Regions from separate parts of the Gossypium hirsutum genome. Here region 2 is linked to region 1. A link is a contact called in public Hi-C data. All regions are on one chromosome and are shown on one strand. Each heading gives the region's core, a stretch centred on a gene start, on an enhancer-like site or on the middle of the called end of the contact. The rest is flanking DNA. Distances are from core to core; before and after follow the strand shown.

Region 1 (4,645 bases), core at 659-3,158:
ATACATTTATGCAAGGTCATCGGGCAATCATCTATAAAGCTACTTTCGTAATGGTATATAACAAGGGAGAGTTTAATCATGGTACTTTAGTGTAATGACTCAATGCTTAAATAATGTTTTAGTTAATACACGAAAAGTTAGAACTTAATTACAAATTATTTGAATTATAATTATATATGTACAATCAGTCCCTCCTAAAACTCAATATAACCCAAAACAGATTGCATGTAGAACTGATACGTTACATTGGATGAAAACGACGATTAAGAGAAATAGATCGTATGTACCACTATCTGCAATGAATGCATTTTCTCGTTAAGTACAAAAGATGATTGCATATATTATAATGTATCATGAAGTTAATTGCACATTTTGGGTTTAATGTTGTGTATCATTAATATAAATATGTATATTATAATATCATAATTGTATATATATGGTTACATATCATTAATAATTTACCTTAATTATATATATTGTTTGTATATAATTTATTTTACCATAAGTTAGTTACAAGTTTAGGGTTTAAGCGTGCATATCATTAATATAAAACATATATTATAATAACATAGAACATAGTTATATATAGTGATGCATATCATTAATAATCTATCTTAATTATATGATATTGATTGTGTATATTATAATCTACTATAAAATTAGTTACAAGTTTAAGCTTTAGGTTGTATGTCATTAATAACAGAGTGTATATAATGTCATAAATGTATAATAATTATTATACATTTATAATTTTCTTATATATAATAATCGATATATTATATGTAGTTCTTTTAAAAGGTAAATTCATTAATTCATTCAATGAATGGAACCATACAATTCAGAGAGATAAAAAAAATAGCAAACACTCGTCGTAGATGGTAAATGACAAGCTCCATCAACACAACAAAGACTTTAGCCTTAGCATCAATAGAACATTATGACACGTTGACAATTGATTTGTCACAACTCAAACACGACATATTTGGATTGATTGCAAGTACTTAAATATTATAATGAAATCAGCCCCGGATGGTCCAAAGCGGCGATAAAAAATCGACAAAAAAGAATCAAACATTCACCAAACTAGAGAGGACGACAACAAAATCATCCCTAAAATCACTTGTAAGACTAAAATTATATGCATAAGTAAGACTAAAATTACATGCATGTAGTTAAACGAGTATGCATTCTGTTCTTTTGTAATATGATATGTACTAAATAAAATTATATCTTATATTATAAAATATATTTACATTATAGTTTTTAATTTTAATTATATAAAAATTATTATTATTTGTTTAAAATAAGTCAACTAATTGAGATGATCAAATAACAAAAAGGATAAACACAAATTTAAAAATTTTGATGATCTCATCTCATTATTCGATTAGATTTGCAGAAACAAAATAATATAATTTAAGAGAAGCTATATGGAATTTAATATAATAAGATGTTAAATAAGATATATTTTTCTAATAAAAAATTATTATTAATTATTATATTTAATTTTAAAAATATTTTATTTTGTTTTTTTACATCATTTATTAATTTGTGTAAATTATAAACAATGCTTATGGCAAGTTGTTAAAGCATGCCATTATATATAAGAGATTTTGGGTTCCAACCTTATTAGAAGCATTTATTTTTCAACAGGTAGATTTGGATTGAATACTCAAATCTGCAATTGTAGGAATGCGAATTTAGATAATGGAGAAGGTCTATTTGCATCTTCTGAATTCATAGTAACTAGTTGGATATTTGAATCCGGAATTGTCACCTAATTGAATTCTTTGAAATAAAAATAAGGAACTAAATTCTAAATATAAAAAGAATAGAGGGACTTGGAGCAAATTTTATCCTTATATTTTTTACATCACCCTTAAAACAAATTCCATAAGATTTTTCTTAAAAATTTTCTCAGGTTAAAAAAAAAAAAATTCCCGAATCGATATTAAAAACGATAGTCACTCGTCCAAATTACAATCCCCAACTTCCTTTGTTCTCGCTCTCTCTCTCTCTCTCGCTCTCTCTTTTATTCTTTTTTTTTCCCATTTTCTTCCGATCTGAACCCCATCTGCGGCTTTCACATCATCGTCGATCTCCTCCATATTTTCCGATAATTTTTTTTCTCATCTCGCGATCTCACGAAACCCTTAGTTGTCGATATCTCTCTCTTTCTATCTTATTATTGTTTTTTAATTTTAAATTAAGGACAAGGCTATTTCTGTTTTCTCTCTCTTTAGGGTTTCGTTAAGGGACGACCCCCCAGTTTCCCATCTTATCTCTGGCAAGTGGTTCCTTGTGTTTTCTCACCTTTTTCGATTCTATATTTTGTTTACAATCTAGAGTTTGCTTGTTTCCTTAGAAACAATCATTTGACAAGAAACGAAATGGTTCTAATAATATACGAAACCTACGGTTTCCATAATTTATGCGCTATCTGATTTAAGTTTATTTTTGTTGGTGCCGTGATTTGATCTTCTGGGGAACTACAATAACTGGAAGCCTCTTTTGTTCGGTTTAACTTGTTTCTAGGCTTTAAATAATTTGTTTAGCTTTCTACGTCAAATAGTGATACTTTATTGCATGTGATTGTTCTGTTTTCTTTTTGTTTACCTATTTAAGTTTCGGGTATAATAAAATGCAGTGAAGAACTTTTCTGATAATAGGGAGAGTAGGAAAGGAAATTAAAGGTTTGTTGCAGACATAGCTACTAGCGATGTCAGTGAAGATGTTTATGTGACAGGTATAGTGTTGAGAAATCAGGGTTTAATAACTACTGTGGGCAGGGATGAATTTTGAAACTTGACAAGGGTAATTTTGAGTAGAGTGATGTTCTAAAAGTGAAGAAAATGGGAAGCTACTGGACATGGATTCAATAATAAGTCTCTTTTGGAAGTGTATTTACTTTCTCAACTGATACTTGGAATTTGTTGGATGTTTGGTTTCTATTGAGTTCTACTGATGGAGCAGTGTTTTAGGGTGAAGATAGATGCAAAACCAACAATTTCCCCTCCTTTTTTGATCGGTGAAAGATTATTTGCGTTGGTGGTTTTACATGAGAATATTGTAGTTCACATGCTGAGTTAAAATGGTGGAAATGCCCATTGAAGATGATTGGGATAGACTATGAAGCATAACATATTTGCCGTGGGTTCTTGGAGTCAAAGATTATGATTTGGTTTTATGATCATCAATCTTTAGGTTTGAGGTGTTTGCTTGGCCGTAAATCTTTAGATTTTTGAGAATCTTTTTGCTAAGTTTTTAAATTTGGTTTCTTATGAGTACTAGTACTGCCAGTAGACCTATCTTGGTTGGTTTTTGTTCATTCCTACAGATAGGATTTATAAAGTTTGTATGTAGGTTATAGAAGTTAACATACGAGAAGGCTGAAATGCATAACATATGAGAAGGCTGAAATGCATGCTTAGGTCCTCTGTATGTAAATTTTGTGGTAAGTTTGGGAGAAGAATAGTGATAAATGATAAATTACATTCACTTTGATTTGGTGGTTTGCAAGCAGATAAAAGGAGATTCAGCTTGGTTACTAGTATTCCTATGTAAAATTATGTTTATTGGTATGGATAATTGTGAAGGCCATAAAGATAACGAAGTAGGAGTCTTATGCTAACCTACTGGGTGCATTCGGTTTATTGCTTCCACCATATTTATGATGTTTCAAATTCATGTCCTCTTTCTTTTTTTTTTTGTACTTCTTTTAAGACCCAAAGTTCTTAATCTATATACCAGAGTATTATGATATAGTAAACTTCTTTACACAAACCTTTAAGCATCAATGTTATATGATAAATTACATTCACTTTGATTTGGTGGTTTGCAAGCAGATAAAAGGAGATTCAGCTTGGTTACTAGTATTCCTATGTAAAATTATGTTTATTGGTATGGATAATTGAGAAGGCCGTAAAGATAACAAAGTAGGAGTCTTATGCTAACCCACTGGGTGCATTCAGTTTATTGCTTCCACCATATTTATGATGTTCCAAATTCATGTCCTCTTTCTTCTTTTTTTTTTGTACTTCTTTTAATACCCAAAGTTCTTAATCTATATACCAGGGTATTATGATATTGTAAAATTCTTTACACAAACTTTTAAGCATCAATATTATATGATAAGCTTTTATAAAAAAAAAAAACTAAAGTTAACATTTTTCTGAATCTTTCTAGCTAGTTAGATGTGAGCATTTAATTAAAAAAATAAGATTCTTTTCTATTTTCTAAAGGACCATGAAGCCAAAATTTTATGAGATAAAATTAAGTATTTATGTTGTTAATGATTCAAAAGCATTGCAAATAATTGTTCTGTTCTCATCAATGGTAAGTAGCAAGTGTGAAAAACTTTTACATTCTGTCACTAACCACAACATTACATAAACTTTTAGGATTTTTTTCTCCCCTCCCCCAGTTTAGTGTTCATCAGTTAAATGTTATATATCCTGACCTACATACAGTTCTCTGTTTTTCTTTTCTGATAATCCTTGCTTCAGCATTCAAATACCTCATTAACTACACGTTTGGTTACTAGTGTAATAACATGAGGAAAATGCTTATTAAATACATGTGTTAAAACATTTAGACATAAAATAAAGAATAATTAGTGCAAATTTAAACTTGAAATTAGAAAGAT
Region 2 (4,645 bases), core at 1,026-3,525, 550 kb before region 1:
ATCCAAATACCCCGCAGCCTTCAAGAAAATATCAATAGAAGCTCGCCTGCTTTCTGTTTATTGAGAGAAAAAGGCAGTCCTCTCTCATTAGGTCCATGGAAAAAATGATTAAGGGCAAAACCAGACTGAAAATCCAAGCTAAGAAGAAAGGGTCAACAGATTTGCCAGTAATCAACCTTTTAAACTTGAAAAACAAAAAGTCTGGAGTAGGAGAATGAAAAACAAAAGCAATAGCATCCCAAGAGAATAATCAGCATTGAAATTTCTTCTCTTTCTCTTAACAACATACCTTCTGATACTTTTGGTTGATAACCATCAGCAGAAGTCCTAGGAAGAAGCAATAAGTTGGCTTGTGATAACAATAACATCGCCATCAAATGCAATACTGACAACACCTCATACCAAGCATTAAACATTGCTGTTTCCTGCCAAAAAAATTTGCTTTGCATCAAATCTTATTCCTCAAAGAGAAGAGCGACCCAATAATATACAACAAAAGAAAATAGAAGGCATGTTGACAATAACAGCCTAAACCCACAGTCTGACCTCAGCATCATCCTCCTGATTTACCCAAATAAACTGTACTTTATATTGTAGCTGACTCCCTGAATGACAACAATGAACCATAATGTTAGATTCCTCCTCATACAGCACATAAACCTTTTCAAGGGAGTGAAATTTGATAATATGTTTCACCATCTGTAACTAATCCCAAAAGCACAGGCAAGTAGTCTTCAAGAGCCTGATGAAGATCTGCCAATGTTGAACCCCCTGAAGACAGATTTTCAACTGAAATTTCAGTAAAAATGCTTACTACGATCTGTTTATTAGGAAACCTGGTTAGCCAGCAACAAACCATGCTGTGTAGCAGTTTTCCTCCTTGTTCTTGTAATTGTAGGTGCTTCTTGGCCAGCCATAACAACTATACGAGTTCTCAAGGCAGTAAGGCGTTCCACTAATGTCTTTGACAAGTGACCACCGAGTGATTGAAAGAAATCCACAGACTTGGGAATTCGTAAACCTGGTACATATACAGAAACTTCCCCAATATTTCCTGGCCTCCGCCTATTTCCCCCAGAATCCTTGGGAGTTGAAACCAGACATCCCATATCTTGAGAGTTACTATATCTGTCAATCCAGGCAAATTTAGTCAAATTCTATAACAAACTGACTTATTTCCAGCATGAAAGACAGGAATATGAAGAGTGTAGCCAATATAATCTGATAGATCATAAAAGTAAATGGCATTAAGTTAATGAGCACAGACATATGTAGCAAAAGAATCAGATATGTGTTGCAATACTCAAAGCAACGGAGAAAAAACTAATTAAATGTCCAACCAATAAAGCAGAAGTAGTAGGGTAACTCACGAGCACCATCAAAGGACTCTAACTACAACTCTCCAAAAGATTTTCGACCTTTTTTTTTTCATACAAAAAAAAATGCATTTACTCACCTTGTTGTCCCTTATCAGAAGAAGGTGAAGGGATGGGTCAAAAGTCTAGTAGTTTCTGCATCCAACAAAAGTACAAAACCTAAAATTATTTTTTTTTAGGAGAAAAAGAAAGGAGAGGGAATGAGTAAACAGACCAAAAGCAAGTGAATCACAAGATAGCCATGGGAACTTGACAATTCATCACCTTTTCATATTGCAGTGGAACACAAGTAGCTAACTAGTGGATGGGCTTTCCATTATAACACAATTTTAGAAAGTTTTGCATGCAGAATTCAGAAGAAGAATGTGAAAGTAAAGAATTATGGGTTCGATTCACAAGCAGCTTTAACAACAACAATAATTAGAGAGCATTATTTGAATTTAGTGAAGATTGCTAGTCAAGAAAGCATATCAGAAATTAGAAGTCAAATCAAATGAAAAATTAAAGCTGAAAGCAGATAATCAATCATCAAACGGAAAGAAGAGAAAAGAATTGAAAAGTTTTCAATTCAGTGACGGAAAGCAGAGATCGATCAAAGCTGTGGAAAATCAAAAAGGAAAAAAAAGAAAAAGAAGATAAATTCTGACCATGCGTCCGAGTCAAACTCCAAACGTCCAAAGTCCAAACCCTAGCGGTTGGCAGAGTAGCTGGGTAAAAATGCTCATTATTATGCTTTGGCTTATGGATTTGTCAAAGAAAGGAAATGAAAATTGCAATCGTATTCGTAAGGAATTAATTATGAGTGTTATCAAATTTTGTGATGGGAAACGCCCTGCCGGCCCTTCTAGTGGTACTTTAGAAATTAAAAATGTTAGAATATTCTCAAGTAAGGTAGGCCTCGCTCACAGCTATTCCATTTCAGTATGCTCACGGTTAATTCCGTTTCAGCCCCAAAAATTATAATTAACTTAGGAATAAAATATTCCCTCTACCTTTGACCTCTGTCTCTTAATTATTGTTAAACTCTTTCTAAATTTTAATCTTATCTATATCACTCTCCAATTCTCTTATCAGTCCCTTTATTTTCCCATATTTACTCTTTATACTCTTATCATTTTTATTTCTTATCTTTTTCAAATTTTAAAATTAGAGTTCTAACCAATTTAATTTAATCTGTTATTTTCAAATTCTTATATAATAAGAGTATTATCATTTGCATAAAGTCGAGCTGATCTTGAATAGTGGGAAGCTCAAGTTTGAGCTCGGTACTTCACTCAAGCTCAATCTAACATTATTTTCCAGGTTCAAGCTTCGCTCGAGATATATTTGAACTATTTTAATTCAAGCTCAATAAAACTCGTTTATTGATTTTATATATAAATAATCAAAACTTTTTAAAATTATATTTAAATAATAAATTGATTTAAAATGAAAAATAAAAAAAATCTAAAATTATCTATCTCAATATCAAATAACGTTACCACTTAAAAAATATTTTTTTTAACTTAAAAATGAAATAACACCAAAATTAACAAGCTCACAGCCATCCTATTTTATCTATTTGTTTTATATAATATATAGGTAATATATATTATATATTATATATTATATTATAGAAAGTGTTTTTAAATAAAATATATACCGTTAAAGTTTTGTGTTATAATATATATACACAACAATCATACATACATATTATATATATAATTGAAACGAAAGAAAGTAATATAAAAGGAAAGATTGTGTCTTTTTAAAGTGGTTGATAGGTATTTCTGGTTACTACAATAATTAGAATTGAGAGATTAATTTTGAGTTCATCAAGTTTGAGTGGGAATCATTACTACAAATATTCTTACTTTCTTCTTTCTTTCTTCAGTGTTTCTCTAAGCTCTTTGTGGTTTAAAATAATTAGTAGCGCAATTTAATTGTTTCGTTCAAGTAAAGACATTGTATATTGAGAATATTATTTCTTTATCGTTTCCAACACAAAGGGAAAATAAATATTTTTAAGATAGTCTCCTAAAAATACCTTACCTTTTTACAAAATATCGGTTTTCGAATCCAAATCAATTTATCCTTTATCAGCATCAAACTTACAAAAAGAATAATGTATAATTTGTTTTACAAAAAAAATTGGTAATCTTTAAATGCGATGTATACTGTATTACACTCCCAATCGTCCGACCAAGCAATAAGATCACAAATAGTAAGAACGAATCCCTCGATAGAAAAGTTAGGATCTAGTGCCCTAAGAGTAGTATATTCAGCAATTTATACTTGTAATTTTTAAACAAATTGGTTTAAATAAAATTTCTTTATATATTAATATCATTTGTATATGTCCTTAATGGTTTTTGTATGCAAAGCAAAATGTAAGTAACTATTGGCTCATTGTTTATCTAATATTTAATTAAGATTAAGTTACATTATGTGGTTGAATAATAATATAAGAATATAATTTATATTAGTAGACAATCTAAATAGTTCGTAACCTAATCAAAATAGAGCAAATCGATTGAAAGACTCATACCATCAATCAAGTTCAATTAGCGAGATGTCTTATCTTGAGCATGAAAGCGGATGACTCTTAGAAGATAGATACATAGATGGCTTTATCTGGATTGACAATGCATTGGACAAAACCCAAGTTAAATTTATCCTCAATACATTTATGGATTTATTCACTTATGATGTTCATAATGTGGCATACCTTAATCTTGAGTGGATGATGGACTGTGTATGTGTGACTCATATCCTTTGATGTATTGAAAGTTTGAGTTAAAATATATAAGGAACCGAAAACTAGTACGTTGGATATATGACTTTTGCATGATGTAGCATTATTCAACAACAATGAAATCATAACTCTATAAGGGTAAATGATATCCTCTCATTGGCATTACGTAACAACCCTTACCCGAGACGAATTGGTACATCATTAGCAAAGGATGTCACATTTGAACAATAACGCTATTTAATACCAAAAAAATTTTTGAAAATTTCTTTTAAACATAAATAAACCCAACTGAAGTTAATTAATTCATTTCTAAGCTTCTTTTAAAGTTCGGCTACAAATAGAAATCATTTGGGGCTTAATCAAATCAAAACAGGGTAAATAGGGTTAATGTCGCGACACTAGGAAATGAGTGTCGCTGTAACAACACATTTTTAGTGATGTCAATAATGATGGTTTTGAAACCCTATTTTTGATAATCGAGCCCATAAATATTATTATTTAATATTTACGATGTTAGTATAAAGTTCAATTAAAA

What was found. A called contact is a pair of places that touch in the nucleus more often than the background predicts.
Region 2: a contact with region 1 is called in a Hi-C map of leaf, with 1.7 times the contacts expected there. The contact joins the promoter of LOC107898417 here to the promoter of LOC121214685 in region 1. A contact is called at or near these places in 3 of 34 Hi-C or Micro-C datasets (leaf and petal).

What each region holds. Positions count from the first base shown.
Region 1 is chrD02:40,160,457-40,165,101 of Gossypium_hirsutum_v2.1, reverse strand. It overlaps LOC121214685 (protein MODIFIER OF SNC1 1), which reads left to right and starts at 1,908. Exons shown (of 11, transcript XR_005910316.1): 1 at 1,908-2,287.
Region 2 is chrD02:40,714,386-40,719,030 of Gossypium_hirsutum_v2.1, reverse strand. It overlaps LOC107898417, which reads right to left and starts at 2,275. Exons shown (of 13, transcript XM_016823902.2): 1 at 2,024-2,275; 2 at 1,457-1,511; 3 at 857-1,128; 4 at 697-771; 5 at 547-605; 6 at 290-425; 7 at 1-53. The coding sequence starts at 1,109.